Linked DNA regions of Zea mays: region 1 is linked to region 2. A link is a contact called in public Hi-C data. All regions are on one chromosome and are shown on one strand. The core of a region is the stretch at or near the end of the contact, and the rest is flanking DNA. Distances in the headings are between cores, read along the strand shown.

What was found. Hi-C and Micro-C count contacts between places; a contact is called where the count stands out from the background.
Region 1: a contact with region 2 is called in a Hi-C map of endosperm, with 3 times the contacts expected there. The contact joins the promoter of LOC100279232 here to the promoter of LOC100281983 in region 2. A contact is called at or near these places in 2 of 25 Hi-C or Micro-C datasets (endosperm and leaf).

Annotation. Positions count from the first base shown.
Region 1 is chr10:101,695,128-101,697,827 of Zm-B73-REFERENCE-NAM-5.0, reverse strand. It overlaps LOC100279232 (HR-like lesion-inducing protein-related), which reads left to right and starts at 1,429. Exons shown (of 4, transcript NM_001152254.1): 1 at 1,429-2,700.
Region 2 is chr10:101,337,128-101,340,144 of Zm-B73-REFERENCE-NAM-5.0, reverse strand. LOC100281983 reads left to right here and starts at 1,608. Exons shown (of 6, transcript NM_001371811.1): 1 at 1,608-2,394; 2 at 2,501-2,678; 3 at 2,783-2,965. The coding sequence starts at 2,123.

The DNA of each region.
Region 1 (2,700 bases), core at 180-2,679, 360 kb before region 2:
CGTACAAATGAAAAAGTTTGTGCAGTCATACTCGATTTTGAGGACAACCAAATGTATATCATATGTGTGCCAGGATTTGTATTTACACATATGTTGACGTTGTATAATGTATGTGTCAGGATTCCTTTTCACATACATGTTGACGGACATCAGTGTATATATCAAAATATATTGTTCAAAACGTAAACATAATATTATATAACATTTACTACACTCCAATAAAATAGACTCGAAGGTCTTTAACCTTTCAACATACTTAAACAAAAACTGTAACGACAAAATTCCCATAGGCACTTGACTGTTGAACACAAGCCTTAGAACTCTTCAAACTTATCGAAGAACTCCACTACATCAAAAGCTTCTAAACAACATATTAGGTAAATGTAAGTACACTTTGGTAAGTAATTGGGAGAAAAAATAAGGCTTTCAAAGAGAGTCTGATTGGTCTATAGCGGTTAGCATTTTAGTTGATCACTTGATCATATTTTATTAGCATTCATCTAATTATTGGATATAAGTATATATATCAACCCACTTAAGCATAAAAGAATTAACCAACACTTGTGACTTATCTCAAAACCAAGAAAACCCAATTTAGTTCCATCTTTTAGTTTAGTTATCATGTGAGGTTATATACTGCTCTTAACCATCAGTACTAGTGTACGACTGATATGTTAGTTTTACACTCTGTAGAGGTAGTTCACTTTTACCATAAATTGTGTCTCCCTTGTAGTCTGGGATTGGAAAGCCCTTAAATATTGTCGAGGTGAATGACTAGGGATTCATTATGAGGTTTTCACCAAGATTTACTTAATACAAAATAATCTGTTAAGGTTTCAAGTCATGGTGGAGCACAAATCCTCCTTAAAGGGCGCAGTATACTACCCAAAGAGAACCGATATATACCCCATCAATCCTACCCGTCTTGCCCTTTTCAGGTAAGATTATCAAGCACTAAGTTTATCAAGTTAATAGCCAAAATCAGAGCCATGTGACAATTATGGTTGCATTGTTTTCTCGAGTAGTTCTCCATGTTTCAATTATTATCTATGATCTTGTGATTATCAAAAGCATACCAAAAAATATATTTGCCATTGTTTGTTATAAACCACAAAGAACTAAATTATAAAAACTAATATATCTATTCAACTTTGAAAGATAAACCTAGGTTGACAAGGTAGGACCCATCAAGGCATCAATTGTGTAATACAATACAAAAGTAAAGTGTATTACTATGCTAAGTTTATCAAGTTAATAGCCAAAATCAGAGCCATGTGACAATTATGGTTGCATCGTTTTCTCGAGTAGTTCTCCGTGTTTCAATTATTATATATGATCTTGTGATTATCAAAAGCATACCAAAAAATATATTTGTCATTGTTTGTTATAAACCACAAAGAACTAAATTATAAAAACTAATATATCTATTCAACTTTAAAAGATAAACCTAGGTTGACAAGGTAGGACCCATCAAGGCATCAATTGTGTAATACAATACAAAAGTAAAGTGTATTACTATGCTATTCTTGGTTGAAAAGAATATGCATGGGTAAATCCACTTGCCTTTTCCGTAAATCTGTTGTGGTTCTGCTGAGCTTGTAAATTCTGTATGGAGGCGATGAGATTCTGCAGTAACTGCATTTGGGTTGCTATGAACTGTTCCATTTTCGGATTTAGTGGTGGAGGTGGTAATTCAGTACGTCTTTGATTCAAAAATATTCTGTCGTACTCCGGTCCTACCTTCTGGTTTATTAGAGAGGTGGAGTTTCAGACAAGAAAGGGGAACTTGATAAAGCTAATAAAATAGATAAGTGGGACAAGCTTTGAACTTAACTAGACTTTAACTTATTTATCTAATGATGCATTTGTGGCCATCACTTCACAAAACATCACAATCATTACAATGGCTCAAATCAAACATTTGTTAACTCAAAAGCATTACATTGCACGTCCTCACAAGAACGGTTCTAGTCGAAACATCCGATTAAGATAACCAATCCTAAGAGCCTGGTCTAGAAGACTGGTGATGGAACAAAGTGATCCATAAAGGAGCTTCTTACAAAGTGGTGATATGGCAGGGCAGGAAACATCATCCGTAACCTTCCGTGGATCCTGTCCAGCGAGCTGAGCCTCTAGCTGAGCAACCTGGCATGAGCATCCTGTAGCTCTCCATGGGTCTTTGCTAGCTCTGAGGTGGCGCCGTCGAGGTCGGTGTTGAGGGCAGCAACTACTCGGGTGAGAGTGTTGATGCGATCCTCTCTAGCTTCTCCCAATAAGATGGCACTGTTTGTAATTTTTGTTGCCTCATTGGGACAGCAGCTAGCACTGTTGGTGCAAAATCCTTGATTGAGCAACCCAATAACTACTTGTCACACCAAAATAAAGTAGAATGCCATTGCTGACCATTGATTCCATAGCTATATTGAACAAAGCCAGGGCTTTAGAATTAGTTGGGATTTCAAGACCTGTCCATGGCCGATTATGGTCAGTTTCTGGAGCCATAACCAGCAAATCTGCAGTGCCCAACTCATAACTTCAACCGCTGTTCATATCATCCTATCCAATAAAAACACAATCCTTAACTTCGGTTGCATGGTTATGGTCTTATCATTAACGCGTTATGCATTCTCTCCTTTTGGCTTGTGCTTTTGGTGAAGATCCATTTTTTATTGTAAAACTGATGTATCCCTTTAAACATAT
Region 2 (3,017 bases), core at 359-2,858:
CTAAAGCTTCTTTTCTCCTTTGTTCCTGTCTGCCATTCAACTCCACGGGGCTAAAGCTCCTAGTTTTGTCCCTTCTTCTCGTGCCACTTCAGATAAAGGCTAGCTTTGTCACTTTTCGATAGGCCCCCAATAGTAGCCTCTCGTGAGAATAGTTTATTTTTCATAACAAGTTTAGATCACGGAATAAACAAAGGAGGCTTTGTACCGAAGATCCGAAAAACACCTTCTCGGTGCTCGTTATTGAAAATGACCTTTTGGGGTGCGGTGGGGAAGGACTCCTTCTCGAAAGAGATAGGCAGTCATCACATTATCTACTTGATTATGATATTTATTTTTATCCAACGGATAATGCAAATCGCCTATAAATGAGTGGAGTTCGTTATTAAAAAAAACTTTTAAGTAGCCAAATGTATATTTGTAATCCTTTGTTAAATGATAAAAGGAAAAAAAGAAACATTGTTCAATAAGGTTGAATCATATGTTTTATCTTTACATTATGTTATTTTCATTTTTTTATTATTCATTATTTGTTTTCTATTGACTCTCAATGTTTTCTTCGTTCATTCTATTTCCCCCCTGAAATAGACAGAACGAAGGGTGAGCATGAAACTTAGTTTAGAGGGTGTTTGAATGCACTATAATTAATAGTTAGTTAGCTAAAATGTTAGTCAAATTAGCTAGCTAACTAATAACTAGTTAACTATTAGATAATTTGCTAAAAATAACTAATAGTTGAACTATTAGTTAGACTGTTTGAATGTATTCAACTAATTTTAGTAGCTAATTATTAGCTCTAATAGATTCAAACATCATCTTATTTGTGTTACTCCTAAAGTAATAAGGGGGTGTTTGGTTTCTTGAGAACATATCGGTGCACATGGATATTTAGTGCACATGATGCACGTATTAAACCACCACCACTCATCTTAGATAAAACGTCTCTAGTTGCTTGATATAATTTACTAGGACATCCTGTAACGTAGTGGGGTGTAGTGGTGGAAGTGTTAATTATAAATTAAAATGATCAACCAGAAACGTTAGATATGAGATGTATTGTGATGATTTAATATGTGCACCAAATATGTCCTCTTCTAAAACAAACACTGTCTGGTGTCGGACTATTGAGCACCATCTAATACCGACCAGTGCGAGAACTTCAATTCCTCCGTGCAGTCTGCAGTGGCGGTTGTGATCATAGGTACGGGGTACCTATACATGCCACAGTACTACGTAGGACGTGGATGCCCGCACGCGGCTGTGGCCACCGTATCTCCACGCCGCGCTCGTGCCCAGCCGTCACGCGCTCCGCCGGTCCGGGGTCATCCGTGTGGAACCATCGCTTTCCCTGACCACTCCACTCCGGCTCCGGCAGCAAGGAAAACGAGCGAGTGGAGCTGACGAAACCGAGCCGCGGACGGAGAGGAGCCCGGACCAGTGACCTCCGTCCACCGCAGAAAAAACACGAGGACCTCGCGCCTCCGCCCGCAGCCACAGTCCAGCAGCTCCAGGCCCGCCTGAGTACCTGACCAGAGAGAGCTATATCTACTTCGCCCGCGCCCGCGGATCCCCTCGCCTCGCGATCGCCACCACAGACCACACCAACAATCCCCTCCCTTCTCCCCGGGGCCGGGCTTGTCTTCTTCCTCCCGATTCGTTTTCTTTTTCTTTTCTTCCGCTGCTGCAAAATCTCGCGCTGGCGCGGCCCGAGGCCAGAGGACTCCGATCCTTATCCCTCACGCATCTCCCGCCTCGCCTCCGCCACACGTTCCGCGCCTCTACAGCTCTCGACCTCGTCTGGATTTTTTTCCCCGACCCGATTTTCGCATCAGCTCCTTCTGCCCACCGGGCTCGTCTCCTCCCCTGGTTTCTTTTTCGTCACTTGTCACCGCTAGTTCCTTTAGAGAAGGTGTACCCCCATTATTCCATTAGCGGCCTCACTGACGAGAGAGATTTTGGCGTGACTATCCAGAGTCTCCAATCTTTTACACCCAAAACTCTTCTCAGCTACCGGTGCGGCATATCGCCCCTGTCGGCGGCGAACATTTGAGTTCTCGCGACGTGTCTCGAGGATTCTGTGGTGGAAGATCGGATCTTTTGCTGCGGATTCCAGTTGCCAACCAAGATGTCGGCTCTCCTCGATCTACTGATGGGGATCTTTCGCCAGCAGACCCTCGGCGGCGCCGCCCTGGAGCTCGCCGCGCTGGCGGCGCCGCTCTCGCTCGCCGCGCTCGTCGGCCTTCTCATCGGGTGGGCGTGGCGCCCGAGGTGGGCGGGGGTCGTCACGGTCGACAACGCCCAACAGATGGCGCAGCTCCCCGCGGCGGCGCCTCCTCCGGACCGCGCCACCGCCACCGCGGTGGTCTCTCGCAACGAGGCGGCCGCCGTCGTACCGAGGTGAGGCGTCCGTCCGTCCGTCCGTTCGTTCGCTCGCTGGATGCGCGACCTCTTGTGATTGTACCCTGAATTGTCTGTAAAGGATTTGCTGCGCCGGTGTCTGCAGAACTGTGGTGGCTCATGCGGCGGCCGAGGACGAGCAGCAGCAGCTGGCGGTCAACACCGGTGACTTGCTGCACCTCTGGCGGCTCGTCGACGAGAAGGACGGTGGCCCGTCGTGGATTCACATGATGGACCGCACCTTACCAACCATGAGGTACCAAGCCTGGCGGAGAGACCCACCGGTATGCAGCAGCAAGTCTTTTCTTCATCCCACTGTTAAATGGCTAGAGAGAACTCGTCGAATTGATTTATTTATTTGTGTGTGTGTGTGTTTGTTTCATTCCAGAGTGGTCCACCACAGTACCGCAGCAGCACAATCTTCGAGGACGCGTCACCGGAGGTTGTGAGAGATTTCTTCTGGGACGATGAGTTCCGGATGAAGAACAGCTGGGACGACATGCTTCTTCAGCACGAGACGCTGGAGGAGTGCACCGAGACTGGAACCATGGTGGTCCGGTGGGTCAGGAAGGTGAGCCGTTCTGCATCCACACATCTCTGCTGGTGATTATTGAGCTCAAACC